Linked DNA regions of Ovis aries: region 1 is linked to region 2. Evidence: chromatin contacts called from public Hi-C data. All regions are on one chromosome and are shown on one strand. Each heading gives the region's core, a stretch centred on a gene start, on an enhancer-like site or on the middle of the called end of the contact. The rest is flanking DNA. Distances are from core to core; before and after follow the strand shown. Region 1 holds the start of EBF1 (EBF transcription factor 1). Region 2 overlaps EBF1 (EBF transcription factor 1).

Region 1 (4,701 bases), core at 765-3,264, 210 kb before region 2:
GATATCTCTGTCTTTTGCCAGTGCTATCTGGGACTCTTGGATGGGAGGGTGGCCTCTGCATCCTGGTCCCCCTTCTTTGAAGGATCCCTTTAGAGAAGGCAGGGCAGGAAAGAAGGCAGAGTGGGCAGAGAGGTCCAGGAAGGGGAAGGGGTTGGCTCTAGATACCCTTTGGGCCTAAACTTGGAGTTTTGAGACGTTTTCAGCAGTCCAGGTTTCAATTATACAGTTAAATACTGTAGAGATGGATGTCCAGCCTTCCATTTTGCCTCTTCACAGATCTATAATCCTTCCAGTGTTTCCACCAACATATCCCTCAGGAACATCTACTTAATGCCTGGTAGAAGGTGTGGGGATCCTGCTGGGTCAAATGGATCTCTTCAAGAGCATCTTGGAGGAAGTGGCATTAGTTATGGTACCAGGGAAAAAGCTCAGCACATTAAGTGGTCCAAGTTAAGTGGTATGAGAGTGGGCAGGCTTTGTGCACAAGAGATAAAGCAGTGTTGAAGACAGTGGCCATGTATCCTCAGGCCTGAAATAGTCTTTCAACTAGTCTGGAAGTGGCTCTCACTTTCCTGCACTGTGAAGAGCACAAACCATAACTTCTGCCTGTCTCCATTCCATTCAACATGGGCATATGTACTTTTCTATCAATGACCCCATGAGCTTCCTAAATCAAAGGGCCAAGAAAGGCAGGCAGAAAGGGGACCTGGATTTCTGGCAGAGAATTTCCCCGAAGGAGCCTTTAGCAGATTTGGCTGCAGTCAGGGAGTTCCTTTGAGAGCAATGAAACAGAAGTTCACCATGTGCTTATTAGAGGTTACAACCTGCTAAAAAATGATGGGGTGCATTACCCAGAAACATCTAGCTATTTCCTTTGCCAGCCACAACCATATATGTTGAAAGATCTGAGGTAGGGGACCATTTCTTCTTCCCTTCCTTCTTCCCTCTTTCCCTCCCTTCATTCCCTCCTTCTCCAGATCTTTCTTTCTGGACAGGTCGCAGAGGCAGAAGTTGGGGGAGGGTTTGTTCAAGCTCCAATTTTAACAGAAAGAACAAGGAAGAGAGAAACCCTACACCAAGTAACTCATCAGAGACGTTGTTTTTGCTTTGGTAGTTACACTAAGGGAAGAATCTATTTGGGGGGCGGAGATGAGAGGGTGGGGATTGAACGCCAGCAAAATTTTAAAACGCAGCCTGGCACATCTACAGTGAGAGCATTCGTTCCACCGTTTACCTATCCATCCCGCAGAATGCGCCAAAGAAGTGAGCACGTGAGGCCAGTGCCTAACGCCGGCTGTCTCCAGGCAAGCGGCCCAGCGAGAAGTGTTTCAGAGACTTGACTAGAGGCAAAGCCCGGTCCACCTCTCTCTGGGGATCCACAGCGCTTCCCTTGCCCCGGCCCAGGGTCCACCCCTCTCTCCCAACGTGGAGGCAGTGCCCTCCGCGAGCTCCCAGCGCCGACCTCGCGCACCCATTTTTCCAACCCACCACCCCCTCCTCAAAGCGAAGAGGTGGGCACCTGGGATGCGCGTCCTGCTTTCTCTGCCCGAGCTCTCCCGTCTCCTCCACTTTTGCCCCCGACGTCCCAGAACAGCGGAGCAGGACACGACCCTGGGAGGGCGAAGCCTGTGCGCCTCGAGCGCGCTCAGAGCGCGGCGAGGATGCTAAGCGGACTGCAATGGCCAGGATGCAGACCCCAGCTCAAATCCCTGAGAAGAATATCCTCCTCCCCTTCCTTCTGTCTCCCTTCTGCCCGGCACTTCCCAGCTCAGCCCCGCTCCTCTGCAGCTCGGACGCGGGTACTCAACGATCCTTCGCTCGCCACTTTGCAAATAACTTTGGCCGGCTCCCCTGCGCCACCCGGTGAGGGATGTTAATGAGGGAGCGTGGCCCTGCGCTGAGAGCCCGGAGGCTCCGGGGCCGCGATTGGCTACGGCGAGGCGGAAGGATGACGTTATGCAAATGAAGGGGCGGGCCCTTGTGGCGCGGGCCCCGCCTCCTCCCTTTGGGGTTAGTGTGCTTGTGTTTAGCTCTGGGGAGAGTCAAACTGGATTCCATAGGGAAAGCCTGCAAATCACTTCTATTTTAGCAAGGAGAAAACAGAATCTCTATCTAGCAGGGTCCACCTCTCTCTCTCTCTCCCTCTCCTCTCCTCTCCTTTCCTCTTTCTGTCTTTCCCTACCCCCTCCCCCTTCCCCCCACCCTACTCTCCCTCTCTGGTGTATCTGTCTACGGCAACCAGCGTCCTCCTCATCTATACACGCTGAAAGGAAAGAAACATCTTTGGTTGGGAGAGAAGGAGGAAAAAAAAAGAGAGAGAGAGAGAGGAAAAACTTGCCTGGTTGTGGAAAATGACACTTGAAGTAGCAAAGCCGGCAGCGCGAGTTGAGTCTATTGTTTCTTAAATTGCCATCAGGGTTTTTTTTTTTTTTTTTTTTTTCTTCCTGCTTCTTCAAGTGAACGGTACCTCTACAAAAGGAAACTCCAGCCCCTCCTGTCCTTCACCGGCCTGTGATCATTACAAAAAAAAAAAAAAAAAAAAGCAAAAAAAAAAAAAAAGCAAAAAAAAGCACCCAAACCAAAAATTAACCAACCAAACAACCCCCAACAGCCAAGCACACATCTCTATTTTTTTTATTTTGGTCTTTTTGTTGGATTTTCCCTTCCTTTTCTCTCTCTCTCTCTCTCTCTCTCTTTTTGGGGGTTATCGCTCAATTTTGAGAGAAGGTTTACATTTTTTTAAAAATTTGCTTTCCAGCCCGCCTTGATCTAGCGCGAGTTCATCGACTCAAAAAAAAAAAAAAAAAATCTCTGGCTGGCGTTTTCTTTGCCTTTTTTTTTTTTTTTTCAAATTTTCAAGGGGGAGGAGATTTTCCACAAGAAAAGGTTGTTTTCATGTTTGGGATTCAGGAAAGCATCCAACGGAGTGGAAGCAGCATGAAGGAAGAGCCGCTGGGCAGCGGCATGAACGCGGTGCGGACGTGGATGCAGGGCGCCGGGGTGCTGGACGCCAACACGGCGGCGCAGAGGTGGGTACCGCTGGGGGACCGCGGCCGGGGAGGCAAGCCGCGAGCAGCAAAGCCGGGCGGCGGTAGCGGCAGTGGCCGCCGCGGGGTCGAGCCGCGCTCTAGCGTCTACGGCTGGGCTCTGCTAGCCTCCGGGGCTCCGCGCTCCCCGGCCGCCAGGTCTTGGTTGCCTGCGGCCGAAGAGCCAGGAGCTGCCTGCGAGGAGCCCACGATTTACCGGCACTTTACCCTGCCTGGTCTGTGACTGTTTTCATTTTGTTTTAAGCCAGAAGAGGCTCTCACCAGCGTGATGTTGGATATCTGTGTTTTTCTGTGATTGCTATTTCTTTTCTGGCCGGCTGTCTTTTCTTTCTTTCCTTTCATTTTTTTCCGCTTTTCTGTCATTTATTTGCCTTTTTTCATTTCTTTGCTTCTTCTTTGCTTTCTCTTCCTCTTTCTTCCTTTCCTTCCTCCTCTTTTTCTTTCTTTTTACCCTTTTCTCTCACTTGAAAACTTTCTTTCCTTCTCCTTCCTTTCCTGCTCCCTCTCTTCCTCCCTTTCTTTTCTTTCTTCCTCCTTTCCTTTCTTCACTTCCTTTCTTTCCCCCTTTCTTCTCCTTCCTTCTTTTCCTTCTTTCCTGCCTCTTCTTTCTTCACTTTCTCCCTCTTTCCTCTTTTCCCCTTCTCTTAACTCCTTTTCTCTTTACATTTCCCCCTAGAATCATCTTATTTCTCCTCTGATGCTCCTTTCCTCTTTGTAGTTTTCAGTTTTTCTTGGTCCACCCGGAGAAGAGCAACTCCTAACTTTAATTCTGACATCTTCTGAAAGTCTTCCCGACAGTCTGTAACTATGGCCCCTTCTAAGCCCCTCTGCCACTCTCAGCTCCTGGGATGCTCGGTTGTATGGCCTGGAGGCACTGCTCCAGGAGACTGACCTGGGGGAACTTTCCCCGGGCACCCTCTGTGCCCTTTCTGGGGACTCCTGGTCCCAACTGAGAAATGGTCCCCCCTTTTTTCAGGCCACCATTTGGGCTTGGGAGAGTGGGAGATATGGTGGCCCAAGACTCTATCCCGCCCAGAAAGAGCGGAAGGGGAAGAAGGAAGATGACTAATTACATCATCCTCATCTTCTCCGGGCTGGGGACAAGTGTCCACAACACTGTTCCCGTCCCCAGTGATAATAAGGATGGGGGTGGTTGGTAGTGAGAGTGAGTTGGGTAACCGGGCTAGAAGCGAAAGTGTGTGTGTTTGTTGTGTGTGGCGCGTGCGTGTGTGCGCGAGCCCTTGTGTCCGGGCAGGTCGAGCTGTCAGTGGCCTCACTGAGCCCCTGGCGCCCCAGGCGCCCCAGGCTCCAACCCCCGGGAGGGCGCGCTCAGCCGTCAGCCCTTGTTCATAGGATTTCTGGAAAGCGTGTGAGGATTTCTGCGAACAGTAAAACTTTGTCAGGACAGGTCTTTAAAAAAATCAATTCCCTTTCCCACAGCGACCACCCCTGACGGCTCTGAGTTCCACCCGCAGGTCCTTTTCCTCCACATGCTTTCCTTGGGGGGGTGGGGGGGACATGCAGCTTCCCGATGCCGGGCATCCGCGGCTGTCCCGGGGGCACATAAGGTTTCCCGGAGGATGGCTGCTGCAGCGAGGAGCTGAGCATATTCCCCTCCATTCTCTCCTGCCCACGGGAGACTCGAGGGGGTGGC
Region 2 (4,617 bases), core at 1,899-4,398:
GAGAAAACTTGAACGAATAACACTGTTGCACCAGAAACGCTAAAAGGCACAGGGCATGTGTGTACCTGCATGGCAGATTTGTCCTAGGTGATGGAGGAATGCGTGTAGGCTGGAGCACACGGCCTCCAGGAAGACCCTGCTTCTCCCAGTCAGTGCTGAGCTCACCATGCTCCGCCTAACTTCTCACTCTATTGAGATGAAGCTGGTTGGTTTCTGCCTTGATAATTCACTGTGTATGGCTTTTCTGCTGGACTGTGGGCTCCTCCAGGATAGGGCCCATATCTTTATTGCAGTGTCCTCTCTGGTTCCTTAATCAGCGCCACACGGGTGACCGGGTTTGAGGTAGGCAGAGCTCAGCCTCTGCAAGTTATCGGCTGTGTTACTTGAGCAAACATTACCCGTCCAAGCCTTATCATCTTCATTTGTAAAATGGGGCTAATTACTCTTGTGGGATTGTTATGAGGACGAATGCAATAATTTTGTAAAATACTGGACACAGTTCCTAGTACTGATTCAAGGCTACATAGAGAGTACAGAGTACATATCCCTTAGCCAAATGCAGAATCTTTTCTATAGGAGGAGCTCAGTAGGGCTTGCTGAAAATTTTTTAACTATCCACATAGCTTGGGCATGTTTCTCTACACTGATGTGTGTGTGTGTTATAAAAGTGAAGGGAGGATATTGTTGTTGTTGTTTAGTCATTAAGTCATTTCCAGCTCTTTATGACCCCATGCATAACAACACATCAGGCTCCCCTATCCATCGCTACTCCCAGAGTCTGCTCAGATTCATGTCCATTCCGTTGGTGATGCTGATAACCATCTTATCCGCTGCTGCCTCTTCTCCTTATGCCTTCAATCTTTCCCAACACTAGGGTCTTTTCCAACGAGTCGGCTCTTTGCATCAGGAGGCCTAAAAAAATGGACCTTCAGCGTCAGTCTTTCCAATGAACATTCAGGGTTGATTTGTGTGTGTATATGTGAAGGGAGGATATATACATGTATGTACATATTTACACATAAATACATACATACATATGTACCTACCATAAATGACCATCCCTCTATTTTGTTATGGCATCCCTTTACTCTTTCCAATATTACATTTTTTGAAGAAAAATAGATTGATAGGATCAATGTTAGTGGTTGCAGGCATTTTTTATGAGCTTGTCGATTGTCTTCTCCTCCATAAAGAGATAATAAAACAAAAAGAATGAAGGAGAAAACAGAAGAGATTGAAGAATGGAAAGAGAGTCACTTTGCCCACTCCTTTTTTTTTCAAGGCCTGTGTCTTTACCCAGAGAGAAGTACATTTCTAACACCATCATACAGATTCACACATGGATGGCAAGGCTATGTGATATCTTGTGGTATATATGTAGCCCTGAGTACTCCATGATGTGTGACATGACCGTGTGTGTTGCTCCATGAATATCTCTGTGTTACTGAAACCTCCTATTGGAGGAGGTATGTCAGAAGACCACTATCTTTGTAGTCCAAAATCAATTTCATCTCTGCGAATTATTGACTTGCTTGCTATCACTTTTTTGTCTTTTTTTTATTATAAAAGTTCACTGTGATAAGGTTGGATAAATTTTTTTGTTGAAGAAACTTGCTTTATTTTTGTTTTGTATATTGTCACAAAATCTAAAATTAGGGGTGTCCACCTTTCTCCACATCTCTCTTTCCAGCTTGAGCATTTAAATGTTCCAATACTTGGATTTAGCTCTTTACTGGTTGAGCACCAAGTTTCTAGTACCTGGCAGCCCAGAAGATGTGGCAGGCTCTGGGGACTCCAACTCATTTTAAGGAGAAAACACTCATTTTTCCTGTGACAATGAGGATGACATTCTCATGCTTGCGTTCAGTACCATCTTGCAGCTTTTATACCAAACGGAGAGACGTTACTAAATGAACATTTCTTGCTCTTGTGTAAATAGATAGATTAATGGTGTTAAGTGAAAGCCAAGGCTGCCTGAAATGTTAACTTCCTTATGGGGTTTTGAGTTTCTCTTATTTTTGATAAATGGACCAATCTGGCAATAAAATCCTTGCACAGTAGGTTAATAATGTCATAGCTGAACTGTGAAATAGTAATGTGTGTACCATCGCTCAGCAAACAATAATCCTTGAAGCCTGATAAATCTATTTCCAGCCCAATTGCTGTTCATTGTTACCCACGAGTCCTTCTTTGCAAATACAAAACAGTTTTGTCATATGCATTTTTAAGCAGAGACAACTGGGAAGGCAGAGGCACATAGGCCTATGCAGGCAGTGGGGACCGATTCCTTATCAGCTTTCCTGGGTCCCTGCTGCCCTCAGTGTCTAGAGACCTTCCTCAGGCTTCCCACGTTGCTGGTACAGGGGTCCTGGAACCTTCCAATCCTTCCTGTGCCCAGAGCCCTGCCGTGCCACTGGAGGCAGAGGATTGGGATCTCCTTTAGGGAGCAAAAAACCCCCAGGCCCTTCAGTTTTCATTGATCAGTTAGTAGCAGGCAAGGTTTGGTGCTATTTACCCCAAATCCATGATGACAAGGAAGGCAATGGAGAGACTTCTCTGCACTGACTTCCTGTAGAGCTGGGAATACGCAATCTGGCAAATGTCTGCAGGCTTCAGACAGCCCGCAGCACACGCAGACTGTGTGCGGAACGCTCCAGCGCCGCAGATTCTAAACAAAAGGCAGCCAAATGCTCTCTTAGTCCTCAAAGGAGGGGGACCTGTGCCCCCCTCCCCAATCTTTGGCCAGTGCGGGGCAACTCCAAGGTAAGATTTATACTGTGCTGATTAAAAAAAAACTGTATCCAAAATTGTGGCCGATTTTGAGGGAATTATTTAAGCATCAGAATCTAAGTAGCTTGGGGCAGTGCACATAAACTTGACAAACAGGCTACTTTAGTCCTGTCTGACTGTATCAGCATAATAGTGCCATGAAGCTTTTATTCATTCAAAGAAAGCTTGAGTTTGATTGGCAGGGCAGGCTGCCTGCACGCAAGTGGCTCTTTTCCCCAACACTTCACTGCTATCAATTACCGTTTTGAATACGAAGTGTTTCTAATGTAAAATAATGCCAACCTCTGCCTCTGTCCTCAGGCCAGAAAGCTTCTTTGTGTTATTTATTCCCCAGTCTGTGACTGCTCCCTTCCTCTCTCTGCTGTTTCCCGCCCCCCTTCTTTCCTTTCAGTATCTAAGCGATACAGCATTGCCAGCAGAAGTGAGGTTCATGCAGAAAACATTCCTGTTCTTTATTTTAATCAATAACCTCCTGGGTGAATGACATGTCCACCTTTAGTGATTTAAAATGAGAAGACCTGGGGATGTCCGTGCTTGTGAATCACCCCAGGTTCCAGGAACAAAGGAGGCATTTTTGATTTTTGTAATTTCCCCTTCGTACTACAAACAACTGCACTCTGAAGTTGATTTCATTTAGCAGTCAACTTCTGTCTAGAAAAATGTGCGCAACTGAACCGAATGCCGTTCTTATTTAAATCGGCAGTGATTTGCTTTAGCTGCCATCTGTTGGCCAGTTAGCTATTTTAATTTGATGCTGGGGACATTACCTGACTTTGTATATTGCATTTTGATCTGTATCATGTTTGAGAAATGTCTGAAAATGACTCTAAGGGAGAGTACTTTGAAGGATTCTGTTGAACAAATATGTACATATGTTAATACAGTGCTGGGCATACAAGTGTGGCAATATACAAGTGTGTATATATGCATACAGTGCATCTTTCATCTTGCCTGATCATCTTTATGGTCAGATTGATAATAAATCCTTCAAGCTTTTCTTTCCTCTGCATTTCCATCTAGCTCTCCTCATTTAAAAATCATTAACTTTGAGCTTTCACTGTATCCTTACCCATTTTTCCAAAGCTGCTGTTTCACTTGTGTGAAACTCTTTTGAGCTAGGTTTGGATGGCGGGGGACAGCATGATGTAGCATGTCAGTAGCCCCAAGGTACATCAGACCCTCCCTCCTTTCCTTGCTCAGATCCCCCAGAGCTTGGCAGTGTTTATCAAGAGCCCCCTAAAAGAGGCAGCTGGGCAGTTAGAAAAATGTTCAGGGTAAGGAGTCAATAGGCATGGATTCTTGCTGGTGAATGAGCTTCCTGCCACTAGTGGGTTGTGTGATTTGGGCTGGTCATTGAACCTGTCCGCACCCCCATATCTTCGTGTGTGTGTGTGTGTGTGTGTGTGTTAAATGAGGTGATCAGACGGTGGAATCTCTGAGAGAGAGAGAGAGAGAGAAGGCGTGTGGCCCTGTCTTTGCCCTAAGTGTTTCACAATCTTATTGGGACTTTAGGAATTACTCACATTCACAGCTCATTGTAGAAACACTGGGGCTGGTCAGGTGCTAGATTATCTGCCTCTCTGTATTTTTTTTCTCTCTTTATTAATAAAGTCAAACTTCCTGTGACTTTTGAACGTGATTTTATTTTTCTCAGCCTTGCCTTTCATGTAATGTGCTTTTCTACGTAAGTTTCTTCCCATTGAGTCTCTGTCATATTTGCTCTGTGACTTTCTTTTCTCCCATTCATTAATACTCAGGTAGAGGTACCAAAGGGTGTTTCCACTTGAACTTGCCTCTCTCGGGGACAGCTTCTTTCCCAAACTCAAC

Evidence for each region. Hi-C and Micro-C count contacts between places; a contact is called where the count stands out from the background.
Region 1: a contact with region 2 is called in a Hi-C map of hypothalamus, with 3 times the contacts expected there. The contact joins the promoter of EBF1 here to the enhancer-like site in region 2. A contact is called at or near these places in 2 of 16 Hi-C or Micro-C datasets (hypothalamus and tail adipose tissue).

Annotation. Positions count from the first base shown.
Region 1 is chr5:68,272,835-68,277,535 of ARS-UI_Ramb_v3.0, reverse strand. EBF1 (EBF transcription factor 1) reads left to right here and starts at 2,014. Exons shown (of 16, transcript XM_012178874.5): 1 at 2,014-3,029. The coding sequence starts at 2,896. LOC121819668 (a long non-coding RNA gene) reads right to left here and starts at 1,840. Exons shown (of 3, transcript XR_009600725.1): 1 at 1,520-1,840.
Region 2 is chr5:68,060,287-68,064,903 of ARS-UI_Ramb_v3.0, reverse strand. The region is part of intron 6 of EBF1 (EBF transcription factor 1); the gene reads left to right. Among named protein-coding and RNA genes, the nearest start is that of EBF1, 210 kb to the left of the region's middle. Within about 2 kb of position 3,148, at least 9 of the 54 cell types and tissues checked have an H3K27ac peak or open chromatin away from gene starts, as enhancers often do. A contact at or near this core is called in hypothalamus, where this site is marked.